Linked DNA regions of Mus musculus: region 2 is linked to region 1. A link is a contact called in public Hi-C data. All regions are on one chromosome and are shown on one strand. The core of a region is the stretch at or near the end of the contact, and the rest is flanking DNA. Distances in the headings are between cores, read along the strand shown.

The links. A called contact is a pair of places that touch in the nucleus more often than the background predicts.
Region 2: a contact with region 1 is called in a Hi-C map of cortical neurons, with 2.9 times the contacts expected there. The contact joins two enhancer-like sites. A contact is called at or near these places in 2 of 484 Hi-C or Micro-C datasets (cortical neurons and palatal mesenchyme).

The regions. Positions count from the first base shown.
Region 1 is chr9:40,401,690-40,408,388 of GRCm38.p6, reverse strand. The region is part of intron 2 of Gramd1b (GRAM domain containing 1B); the gene reads left to right. Among named protein-coding and RNA genes, the nearest start is that of Gm51668, 12 kb to the left of the region's middle. Within about 2 kb of position 3,453, at least 13 of the 459 cell types and tissues checked have an H3K27ac peak or open chromatin away from gene starts, as enhancers often do. A contact at or near this core is called in cortical neurons, where this site is marked.
Region 2 is chr9:41,187,329-41,194,027 of GRCm38.p6, reverse strand. No RefSeq gene overlaps it. Among named protein-coding and RNA genes, the nearest start is that of 1700063D05Rik, 15 kb to the left of the region's middle. Within about 2 kb of position 2,742, at least 39 of the 459 cell types and tissues checked have an H3K27ac peak or open chromatin away from gene starts, as enhancers often do. A contact at or near this core is called in cortical neurons, where this site is marked.

The sequences.
Region 1 (6,699 bases), core at 2,204-4,703:
TACTTCTAGGAGAGACCAGGGCCAAGCTGAAATATTAGTCTTCAGGTTCACCTTAAACTAGACCAATTAGTTTCTCAGGTACCCAGAACTCACTCAGTCCATTTCTCCCAGTGGCAGGGACTTCTAAACAAAGCACAGATTGTAGGAAAGGAGCTGTTTCACTGAGGAGCCTTTGTGCGCAGTGGGTGAGTTTCAGGAGAATGTGGTCTCAGCTGACCTGGTTACCTTTCAGCAGCAGGAAAGTTGAGACCTGGAGTGGAGGTGCGGGTATGTAAATGCCACGGCTGGGCTGCAGCTTCCTGCTCCTTCAACTAGAGTGCACATTCATGTAGAACATCCCTGTGTGCAGGCATGCGTGCCACGAGTCTTTATAAGATAGCCAAAGGATGCAGGCAAGCTGCTAGAGCCCAGCTCCAAGATGGGCAGAGGAGCACTGGCTGCTGATGGGGTCTGCTGTACTGGTAAGAGCAAATACCTTACAGCCAGCCACATTTTATTTGCAAGACTTTTTTTTTCTCCTGTTTTTTGTTTCATTTTGCTTTCAAGACAGGTTTCAAGGGAGCCAGTCTGACCTCAAAGTAATTGTATAACTTAGGATGACATTGAAATCTCGTTTCTCTTGCAATTTCCAAGTGCTGGGATTAAAGGTCTGTGCCTTATCTGACTTTATTTCTTCTTAAATGGATATTTATTTATTTATTTATTTATTTATTTATTTATTTATTTATTTATTTGACATGCTGGAGACCAAACCTAGGGCTTTTTACATGGCAAGAAAACTCTTTCCCTCTGAGCTACATCCCTGCCTCTAAATGCTTTTTGATGTTAGTCTTTTGAGATGTCACAATGGTGACAGATGTGCCTGAACCTCATGAGGTCTGAGATAACAGGTATGTATCATCATGCTAGGTGGTAACTGAGTATTTTATCATATATTTATATATTTATTTCCTCATTTTTTTTCATTCATTCCTTTATTTACTTGCTTACATAGTTACTTACATACTTGAGACAGTCTCATTGTGTAACGCTAGCTGGCCTGCCACTTGCTACATGTAGATCAGTCTGGATTTGTGCTCACAGAGATATGCCTGCTTCTACCTCCCTAATGCCACCATAAAGTCATGCCTCCATGTCTAACTGTAACTATAATGTACCTGGCTTTGCTCACCCTTTTATTAGTAAACATCTATTGTTTATAATATCTAGCTAAAATACTGTATGTAAAGTGCTAGGCGTTTGGTAGGTGATAAACTCGGTACTTAGTAGGTGTTAAGTAAGTGGTAGGTTTGTTTGTTTTTGTTGGTGGTGGTGTTGTTTTTACTCTCATTTTGCCTCCTAGTGAGACTTGATTCTTGAGTAGGGTTATACAGTTATGCTCTACTGACCTGGAAGCAAAGGCACGGAAGGGTCTCATGAGACCTCACTGAGCTGAGGGTGATTGACAGTTGATAGCTGCTGGGAGAGGGAAAATTGCCCATGCTCCGGTGGGGGTCGCCCATCCTTTTTCCTGGGGTAGCACTAATTTGGACTCTGTGGGGTATAAAATAACAACACTAACAAAGAGGCACTGGCATGAAGTTGGGAGGGATTGGAGAAGGAACATTCGTGGAGGAGTGGATGCTAGATATGATCCAAATACATTCTATGCATATATGGAATTCTCAAAGAATAAATAAAAATATGTGCCTAAGAAATCATCTGGATAAAAGATGTTGGTGGGCTTCAGAGAACCTGCAAATGCAAAGTCCAGACACTGGTGGGTGAACAGGCTAAGGAGTGACATCGCCCCTCAGACTTGTTAATAGTGAGACACACTCACAAATAAATGTAAGATATTTATGGACTTGAAATTATACATTCAGTAACAACACAGAATCCTTGTTAAGTTCTAATCTGTGCAGTGAGTCCTCTACATATTATCTTAACATAGCACTTTTTCTGTGGTCCTATCAAGCTGATACTGCTTTTGTTGTTGTTGTTTGGCTTTTGTTTTTCCTAGCTTTTAGGAGACTTGCGGCACAATGAAGTTAAGGAGTGGCTTAACAGTTCTTGGGGTGTAGGCTGGGAGGCGCATCCACAAAGACTCTGGAGGGTGACACTTCAGCTGAGCGCTCAGGGACAGCGTTCCTGGGAAAGGAACAGGATGCACACAGCATGGAGGGGCGAGAGAGCTGGAGAAAACAGGGAGAGAGAGCTTGGGAACCACAGATCTTAAGTCCGCTGTCTTAGGAGGGGGCTTCTCCTAAGGCCAGAGAAGGTTATCTGAGCCGGTGGAGAGGCCTTTGATGCTCTGTGCGGAGTGCTCTGTATTGACAGGAAACCTTGGAGGGATCTGGACAGATGGAAAGCCCTGTGTCTCCCTGGGCAACCTTAGAAACAGAGGCTTCCTGAGGCAGCCTCAGGTCACTCAGGCTGGCCTTGAGCTTGCTTCGTAGCCTAGAGTAACCCTGAGTGCCTGGATCTCTCTGCCCTCCCCCTTTTAAATTACAGGCGTTCATTAATGAAATTTCTGGAGGCTGGGAAGCCCCAAAATTAATGCACTTGAAGAGTGCATGATCAACGGAGCCTACCTTTTCTTCTCTGCCTTCCTTCCATCTTCCTTCTTAGTAAAGGTAGACAAGAATTAGACAAGAAAAAAAAATGCCCATTGAGTTTAATTTGAGTTGTTTACAAAATTGTTGAGATTTATGAGCCACGTATCAGTGGCTACACCACTGGGGAAATGTCTTTCCCTCCTCCAGCAACCATTAACTAGGTATAAATCCTCAGGGGAAGGCGGGGCCTTAGAGTCCCTCACCCTTATGCATTTGTGTGCATGGGTACAGAAAGGTGTGCTCGTTGGGTCTGGAGATCAACCTTGTGTGTCCTTGTTGAGGTGAAGTCCGTCTTTGAGACCGATTCTGGTGTTCGCTAACTGAGCAAGGCTGGCTGGCTTCTTTCCAGCACTGAGATTACAAGTGTGTCTGCCTGCTTGGACTTTTTTTCTGGCTGCCAGAGACTGATCTCAGGCCTTTATGCTTCTGTGGTAAACACCTCATCAACTTAGCTGTCTCCAGGTCTTCTTAAAGAAAAATCAACAACAGTGGTCCCACTATGTGATGAGGCTGGCCTCTCACTTACAATTCTCCTGTCTCAGCTTCCCAAATGATGAGGTTGTAGGTGTGTGTGGCAAGATGTGTTGAGAAACGAATACTTGGGAATGCAGACAGATGGACTAGAAGCAGATAACACTTCGCCTAGCCAGTCTCTTAAATATTTATTGAGTATATACTATATGCCATACACTCTAGGCATTGTCTACAGCCATGATCAAGTTAGCTACTTTGATGCTTGCTGTCCAGTGAGAGGAAATAGACATAGAACAAAGAAGCCGCCAAGTCATAGGAAAGGCTCTGTAGAGAATGAAAGAGAACGATAAAGCCAGTAAGGACAGAGGTAGACAGAGAAGAGTTACTGCCATAGCAACACTGAGATCATGGCCAGATGGTCTACTTCTGAATGGCGGTAGTGAGGACAGAAAAAGAGGAGCCAATTAAAAATGTGAGAAATAGAGCTGCCGGGAGTGACATCCAGGTTGGAAGGCTGTCCGGGATGAAGCTGAGGTTTTCTGGCTTGTGCAGCAGGAAAGGCGGCACAGTCTGGAGGCTAAGCGCCTCCTACGCTGTAATCATAGGTCTAGCACAGTGGTTCTGTACCTTCCTAGTGCTGCGGCCCTTTAACACGTTCCTCATGTCGTGGTGACCCCACCCATAAAGTTATTTTCATTGCTACTTCATAACTATAATTTTGCTACTGTTATGAGTAGCAATGTAAATATCTGATATGCAGGCTATCTGTCATGTGACCCCTTTGAAAGGGTCATTTGACCCCCCAAGAGGGTCGTGACCCACGGGTTGAGAACCATTGCTCTGGCACATACCTTGCAATATTGAGGGGAGTCATGAGGTATCTGTGTGCCTCCTTCTTCTCCTTTGTAAAATGCGTGTAGTAATCACACCTCATAGTCTTGTGCAAATAAAACCCATCGTATGAGTGATGACATATAATAAGGATATGCCCCATCTATGGATAGTGTTTTGTATGTGCTTGTATCAATTATTATTAATTTACTGTGTATGTTCAGAAGAATTTTAGGTGCAGCCATGATTAGTGAGTTTTAATTCCGGCATGCAGAGTGTGAACTGCTACTTGGTATAAGCCAATCAATGGAGAGGCAGGAGAGGCAGGAGAGGCAGGGGCTGTGAAGTTCAGATGGCAGAGCTTAAAATGTACTCATTTGGCGATTCAGGGTAACTTAGTGGAGAAGGACTTAGCCTAGTGCGCCGGAGGTCTCAGATCCCTTCCCTAGCACTACAAACACTCGAAGATCTGCTTTAGGCGCTGAAGGAACTGAATGTGCACATATGGGTGTGGGAGGAGGGAGGTCCTCGGAGCTGAGTCGAATCTCAGCCTGCTCTCCTGGGCTGTGCTTCTATTGAAGTGTAAGGAAGCCAGGTGTCTGGGAGACAAGGAGGAGAGACCCAAAGGGTAGGAAAAGAGACACTTCAGGGAGTGGTAAACATGGTGTATGCCAGTGGTCCAGGTGCAGTCATTGGTGATGGAGGAGGGAAGATATAGCTTCCAGATGTCTTCTTCTGAATAGTGAGGAATGACATCATCCCTAAGGTGGGATGGGAGCAGTCTAGGGGGTGGGTTTCATTTTACATTAGTTATTGATTGATTGATTGAGTTAAACTTTTATATCACATCTCTCTGTGTCTCTGTCACTATCTGTCTTTTTTTTCCTCTGTCTGTCTCTGTCTCTGTCTCTGTCTCTGTCTCTGTCTCTCTGTCTCTCTCTCTCTCTCTCTCTCTCTCTCTCTCTCTCTCTCTCTCTGTGTGTGTGTGTGTGTGTGTGCATGTGTGGAAGGGAGAATGTATATCCGTGTGCACATGTAGTAGTCAGAGATCAACTTTCAGGAGTCGCTTCTTTCCTTCCATGTGGGTTTCAGGGATGCAACTGAGGTTTTCAGTCTTGAGTCAAGGACCTTTGCCTGCTGAAGGTCTAAAAATACCTAGTGTGTGTGTGTGTGTGTGTGTGTGTGCCTGGACACGAATACCACAGCATGTGTGTGAGGCCAGGGAGTAATTTTGTGGAGTTTGTGCTCATTTCCATCTCTCTAGTTTGAACTTGGCTTCCAGGTTTGTTTAGGAAGAGCCTTCAGCCTGCTGAGCAATTTTGCTGACTCCCTAATTTAGTTTTTTCTTTTTCTTTTTCTTTTTCTTTTTCTTTTTTCTCTTTTCCTTCCTTCCTTCCTTCCTTCCTTCCTTCCTTCCTTCCTTCCTTCCTTCCTTCCTCCCTCCCTCCCTCCCTCCCTCCCTCCCTCCCTCCCTCCCTCCCTCCCTCCCTCCCTCCCTCCCTCCCTCCCTCCCTCTCTCTCTCTCTCTCTCTCTCTCTCTCTCTCTCTCTCTCTCTCTCTTTCTTTCTTTCTTTCTTTCTTTCTTTCTTTCTTTCTTTTTTTTTGGTGTTTCGAGACAGGGTTTCTCTGTTTAGCTCTAGCTGTCCTGGAACTCACTTTGTAGACCAGGCTGGCCTCAAACTCAGAAATCCACCTGCCTCTGCCTCCCAAGGACTGGGATTAAAGGCGTGCGCCACCACCGCCTGACTTTAGTATTTTCTTTTTTAAGTCATCCAGGCAGTGGTAGTGCATATCTTTGATCCCATAACTGTAAGGCAGAGGCAGGGAGATCTCTGTGTTCTCAGCCAGCTTAGTCTACAGAGAGAGAGAGAGTTCCAGGATAGCCAGGGAGAAACCCTGTGAAGGAAAACAAAACAATGAGCAAACATCACCCATTGGCAGGCTGGAGAGAGAGAGTGCTTAATGGACAGAGTCTGGCGAGGACTGGAGTTTGTATTCCTAGCATCCACATGGAAGCTATGTGGGATGTCGCCTCTCTGTAGTCCCAGTGCTTGAGTAGAGGAGGTGAAGTATCCTTGTGGACGGGCTAGCTAGCTGGACTAGTGGAGTAGTTTGCAGCTTCCGTGTGACCTTGCTTCAAGTAAAAAGAGAGAGCAAGGAAGACCCCTGAAATCAGCCTTCGCCTCCAGATGTGGGCACGTACATACATTCAGGCACCGGTATCAGTTTCTCCGCTGAGTTCTTTCCTTGGCTTCCGTCAATGATGGGCTCTAACCTGTAAGATATAACAAACCCTTTCCTCTCCAAGTTCCTTGGGTCATGGTGATTGATCACAGCGACAGAAAGGAAACTCACATGGCCACCACATCCTTGACTCAGGTGATCTTTACCTTAAGGAAGGAGCCAAGCAGAGATCCCTCTGGGAGCAATGCCAGCTGCCCCTCCTTCCCCTCCAGCGCCAGCAGCTGATGTCACATGCAGGTACACCTCTATCCTCCCTGTCTGAGGACAGAAGGAACAGAAGCTTGCCAAACATCCAGAGCACTGACAGATGTGGAAGAATGGGAGGGAGTTCAGCATGGAACTGTGGCTCAAAGAGAAGGCAGGGGAGACTGTGCTAGCGTAGAACACACAGACCCTCTCCCACTGGGCCCGTGTTCTGGACACGGACAGCCGAGGATGGAGATTGTGTGGGGAGGAGTTCACTGTCTAGCGCTGGGGCAGCTGCAGAGGCAGTGCCTCCATGCTCCTCCAAAGTGAACCTGCAGCTCTCGAGGTCCTGGCTGCCATGTGGCCA
Region 2 (6,699 bases), core at 1,493-3,992, 790 kb before region 1:
TCACAGGATGAGGGGCAACTGTGCTGATTCAGGGGCAGCATGAGACGCCTTGGCTCGAGTTCGGGGACAGGAAAGGTGGCAAAGAGACTGAACATTTAAGAGAAGGGCAGAAACAAAACCAGACTGACTTGGTCAGTTCCCAGGTGCGCTGGCTGATTTCCTGTCAACTTGACACAAGCTAGCGTCATCGGAGAGGAAGGAACGTCAAGTGAGAAAATGCCCCCATTACATGGAGCTGTAAGTAAGACTGTAGGGGATTTTCTTAGTGACTAATGAGGGAGGGACGGTCGCTAGGCAACAATCAGTCCAATCAGTCCGATTCCAGAGGCACAAGAAAGCTGAAGGGGTGACTGTATAGAAACTCCTTTATGAAGTATGTGTGGCCATGAGGGTGGGTTTTATAGCTAAGAGACCTAGAATCTAGTACGGTCTCTGACGGATAGCACAGAGGTCATCAGAACACAGAGTACTTGTAACATTCACTTTAAGATCGGGTCCAGGGAGGGAAGAGTCTGGAATAACCATTAGGGGAGTTTGGGTGAGGTCTGCCTCTAAAGACAACAGAAAGGTCACCAGGTTGTTCAGAAGATCCACTGCCAGCCTTCTGGACATGAAGACCACCATTTATCTCCTCCTTCGAGAAGAGGCCCCAGTGGGTTTACCATTCGTGGTTTCCCTTAATGCCCCCTCTACAGGCCTTTGTGCCTCTAACATGAAGTGACCCCTTACCTCTCTCCGCAGTTGCTTTTCTCTGTTTCCTCTCTCACCCTGCCATCTTCTGTGGATACTTGCTGGTTTCTCTGAAGTGAGGAAATGGCTTTTATTTCTTCCATCTCAACTTTTAATATTTGACTGTCAGCAATAAATTGACTCTCAGGAAAGGAGGACCAGAGAAGGAAGGCTGTCAGGTCTCCTTTGGAGTCAGTGGATAGAGACAATGACTGCTGACGTCATAGCATCTTCTTGGGTACCATGTGACCGTGCCTAAGAATCTCCTGAGGTCAGCATCACAGCCTCACTGTAATGTCAGAAGCTAAGGACGAAATTCTGGTCAAAGCTGCAAACTTGCAAACACCATGAAAGACTTCACTCTTTTCTAGTTGTTGTCAAAAGGGACACTCAGCACGTTGGGAGGGAGAAAGGTCTGGGCAGCCTCCTGCAGATCCATTATAGATCTCAGCTCAAGTTCAGCCATGGGTTTGGCCATCTCTTTAACATAGGCCTGAGGCTTCTCTCAGGCTAGGGATGTGGGGCAGTGCTGAAGCTCTCAGTACAAGTGAAGCTGTGGGTCCTGCACCCAGCACTCAGAAACAGTTCTGCAGGTGGGGGAGGCCTAGACCAGGTAAACACACTCCACAGGACAGATCGTGCCTCCTCATTCCCCAGAGACCAATCAATTTAAAACTCACACTCTCCTGCCAATCACATTGTGCCTAATGGCTACTGCTCTGTAAAACTGTAGAAAGACTCACCAAACAGGCTTGGAGGGTGGGGGAGAAGGGTCACCATCTCTTCTTTGGGTGTAGGGCGGCCCCAAAGTGCTGGAACAATCAACTCCTCTTGCTTTCTGCATCGATTCCCAGCTCTGTGTGGTTCACTCAGGGGGTCCCCAGCTAAGCTAAGGCTCGCTAGAGTCTTAAATGAAAATGTGACTTTGATTTAAAGTAATGCTGCACTAATTGGATTTTACAATGTATTTCCCCTTTTTCTTGTTTAGCCTTTGCAATAAAATAATTTTAAAAAGAGAAAGATGTGTGTCATATATGTTTCCAAGATATCCCAAAGTTGAATGGAGCAGGGGTCTTCCAGGTGGCTGTCCAGGAAAATAGCCAGTTCCCCGGCTCCACCAGAGGACCATAAGCTAATGTTTTTGTAACATAAAATAGAAGTGAATTACTTGAAAAAATTTTTTTACATGTTTTTAAACCTAACAATACATTCTGGATAGTACTGCCGCGAACATATGAGTCACAGTTGCTGGGGGTGGAGGGGGTGTTAATGGCTCTGTGAAACTGAAAAACAAGATGCAAATGCTGTCTGCTCCTTCCTCAGAGTCTCTTTGTGTACGTCCTGCACTCGGAGACATTCCTCCTCCTGGGAGCCAGTTTATGGGACTGTATTTGAGATCTGTGGATGTGGCATCATTGACAGTGCTTGCCTAGCCCTCGTGACGTCCTGGGCTCAATCTTCAGTCCCTCATAAGCCAGGTGTGATGCCACACACCTGTGACCCCAGCACTGCTGGGAGGTGAAGGAAGGACGATCAGAATTCAGGTCATCCTTGACAGCACAGATAGCTGGAGGCCAGACTTCGTGAGAGTCCCTCTCAAAAACTAAACAATGTTAAAAAAATTCTCTCCAGGGTTTCTGACACCCTGAGGTCTACAGTGACAGTATTTTTTTTAAATCTGTCCCTCAAATGCAAATCAGCTCTTAGATCCACGAGCTTTTTCTGCCGGTTTATACTTTTACTCCTTCCAAAAGAAAAAAAATATATGTTTTTACTGTGATTGGAGTAGGCATAGCGGCTGGTGCTGGAAGGGAGGGATGCTGAGCTGTGAGCTTTGTGAGCTGGCAGCCGCAAGGTTTTCCTCTCCGTGCAGCATCGTGCTGAGATATATGTGTTGCACAGACACATTCCTTTGGCAAACAGACTGTTCTTTTTTGTATAGGCCTCCAACACTCTGTGCACAGGGAGAGGAATCTAAGGCTGAGCTTCCAGAGAGGCAGTGCCTGTATCTGGCCACAAGGAGGCGCTCAGAGCACGGTGCGAGCCAATGTAAGACAAAACACTCTTGCTCTTTGGTAGGAAAGAAGGTTGCTGGAGATTGTTCCCCGCAGATGTTAAGACAGGAGGCTATTTACTGTAAAGTGGTCTATCAGGCCTGCTCAGACATCACATCTTACAGCAGCTACTGTAAAAAGAAGATGGATTCTAGAGTGGAGGTATAATGGCTGGCCGAGCTGCCTTCCAAGAAAATTAGCCACCCTGCTGCGACTTTGCTACCAGATGAAAAGAGCCTGGAAACACACACACACACACACACACACACACACACACTTCCTTAAACAAGCTGAGCAGGGTGACTCACATGTGTAATCCTAGTATCTGAGAGGTTGAAGGCAGACTACAACAAGGTCAAGGGCTAGCCCAGGCTACATATATAGTGAGTTCCAAGAAAGCTTGGGTCTGGCATAGGGTAAGACCCAATATCAAGAAAACATACATACAAGTATACATACATATATGCACAAATACATACATCCTTATACATACATATACACATGCATACATACATGAACACTGATACTTAAACATGCATGCATGCATGAATTCACAGATGCATGCATATATATATATACACGTACACACATACACATACACAAACATGCATATTACTAACTAGCCATTATTAAAAACTGGCAGAGAGAAGCTTGTATCCCTTGCTGCATAAACATCCCTCTGTTTGGTTTTGGTTTATTTTTGTGCTCTGAGTTCAAGTTCTCCAAGGAGGGAGACACAGCATTCCAAAGGTGGGTCCTGTCTCACTGCAAGTTAATATTGAGCAACCAGGAATTCTCCTTAAGTTGCACACGCCCCTTCCTAACGAAGCAGGCTCCAGAGCTCAGGGATTGATCCGACTCTGCTCAATGTGTGTGTCTGACTTCCTTTGTGGTGACACGTTAACTCTTTTGAGAAAGAAATCTGACCATATTCTTTGTCTCCTGTTGCAATATCCAGAACATGAGATACAACTATGTCCTGTTAACTCATACAGACGGAGGCTGTGTCTCATTTCCTTTAATCTATACTGCTCTTGTGACCTGCTGTGCCAGTAGAAAGTTCCCAAATGGCACTACTGCACTTGGCCCCAGACCTCCCGATGGCTGGTAGTCTCCACTTTCATCTTCTTGGATGACTGCCACCACGGTGCAGAAGTCTAAACAAAGAGGCTTTATACAGACAGAGCATCCTGGAGGATAAAGGGAAGGTAGGAGGCCCAGGGTGCCCCTGCATTTTATAGCTGGACCAGCTGAGGTACCAGCCATGAGAGTGGGACCTGCTTGGATCCTGGACTCTTTGGTGAGCTACCCCAGCAGACAGCATGGAACAGATGATCCATCGCTGACAAAGCACAGTACAAACTACAGAATCATAAACAAGTAACTAGCTGATTCCACCCATTTGGTTTGGTTTGGTTTGGTTTGGTTTGGTTTGGTTTGGTTTGGTTTGGTTTGGTTTGGTTTGGTCTGAGATATAATCTCCTCACTCAACTGGCCTCAAACCTGCTCTATAGCCAAGTATGGCCTTGAACTCTTAATCCTTCTGTCCACCCTGCAAGTTGTGGGGTTACAGGATTATGCCATCATGTGTGGCTTTATGTGGTGTCAGAGTTCGAACCCGGGGTTTCGTGCATACTAAGCCAGCATCCTGTCAAACAACCTACAACCTCAGTCTACCTGCTGAATTTTGAAGTGGCATTAAAAAACAAAACAAAACAAAACAAAACAAAACACACAACTAGACGTGGCCTTCCCTAACTGCCCCAGCATAATGACCTGGTTCACAATGGGAACCGCACAGAGGGAGACGGAGCTCAGAGGGTACGTCTGAGAAGTGCCCCCTCAGTATCCTCAGACTCCAGTGCCTTACTTTATGATATGCTAACAGTCTGTGCATTGCTCTTTCACGTCTCTACATTGTCTTATACTATGATCTGTATGCCTGTGTCTCCCCTCAGTCATTAGACTCTGGACAGGAAGCCTGTTACATACACAATTATATACGGAATGCCTGAAATGTCTATTGAAGGAACCATTTAATAAACAAATGGAGAGTGAGATATAGGTCAGAGAACTGAAGCATGTGCACACACACACACACACACACACACACACACACACACGGGACAGTCACACAGACTTCTTATGAACCAACAATACAACCAGAAACAAAAAAGAATCTAGCAGACCCCTTCACCCAGGGAGACCTGCCTCTCTGTCTCCCTTCTCCGCTTCCCTCTAAGGATGCAGCTAAAGAATGGGGAAAGTCGGAGGAGGACATGTGAGGCCCTGAGTTTAATCCCAGCACTGCATACATCAGGAACGGTGGTAGGTGTGTATCATCCCAGACCTGAGGGAGTGGAGACAAAGGAATTACCACGGATTCAAAACCAGCCTGGGCTACATAGTGAGCTTCAAGCCGTCCTGGGTGATATAATGAAACCCTGTGAAAACAAACAAATAAACAAAGAGAATCAATGGGTGAATGAATGAATGAATGAATGAATGAATGAATGAATGAATGAATGAGAAGAATCTCTGAAAATCTCTAAAGAGAAGGCACAATAAAGCTGGTACAGAAGAGCCAGGTGCAGGAGGCAGGCAGGTATTGCCTGGAGCTTTTTGGCCATGCTAGAACAGGCTGGCACAAGTGATAAAATGTCCTATGCTACAAATTAGAATATTGCTCACTCTCGCATCATCCTCTCCCCAATGCCGGGAATAGAACTCAAGCCTTGGACACACAGAGGTCCACCTTAGAGTGCTAGGTTCAAAGGCGTGCACCACCACACCTGGCTCTGTGCTGTACTTTTGAGAAAGACTATCATGATACACAAGTTACTCTCAAAACTGGCTAAGTAACCTAAGACAACCCTGACCTCCTCTCAGCCTGGAGTGCTGGGATCTCAGGTATAAGCTATGACGCCCAGCCCTGAACAACTGGACTGCTTCCCAAACCTTCAAGATAGACTTTGATTTGTCATTGTTTCTTGTTGTGTTAAGAAAGGATAGGCTTGGCTGGCCTAGAACTCACTGTGTAAACTGGTCTAGCATAAAATTTAAGGCATGTCTGCCTCTGTCTGGAAAGTGCTGGGATTATAAGGTGAGTCACCACACTTGGCTTCACGGTAAGTCTTCTCATCCGGCCTCAGTTTAAATAGCATCCCCATAGAGGGATCTTCTTAAGCTAAAAGTTGTCATCTGTCTCCTTCCCCAAACCCTAAGACACGGCAGTCTCCTCCCTTGCTAACCCTTCCTTAAATCACATAATAATGTCATCCTCTCTCACTAGAAAGGGAGCAGGGTGAGGGAAGGTCTTGGTTATTGCCCACCACCTAACCAGCCTGTGGGGAAGGAGAGAATCCAGACATGGTGATAGCCAGGGAAATATACGATGTGAGAAGGAATCTGCAAAGCTATGCGCTGTGAGCACCCTGGAACAACCTCAAAGGCCAAGCTGCGGTAGCCAAAGATTGGGAAAACATTAAGTTGTGGTCAAAGAGGTAAAAACCAAAGCAAACCAAAATGATGCCAGATGCAATAGAGGTGATGCCAATGTTAACAGCCACTGGGCATGGTGGCGAGAAAGGTGAAAAATCCACCTTCGGGAAGACTGAGCATGGAGCATGGAGCAGGTCAGGGCGAGAGGCTTGGGAGATGAACCGTGAACGGGAAAGGAGAAAGTAAGTATTCTCAGGGCAAGGGAGTCTCGGATCAGATCTGGTTAACTAAAGGCAGAGAGCAAGCCAAGACAGGGTTGAGATCCCATGCTTTCTTATTATTCATTCTTTTATGATGTTGGATACCGAAGCTAGAACCTATACTTGCTAGGCAAGTGTTCTACCACTGAGCTACATACCTGGTACCCATTTTTTGACATATTTTTATTACAGATTTCTGTCCCTCCTGAGCTAGT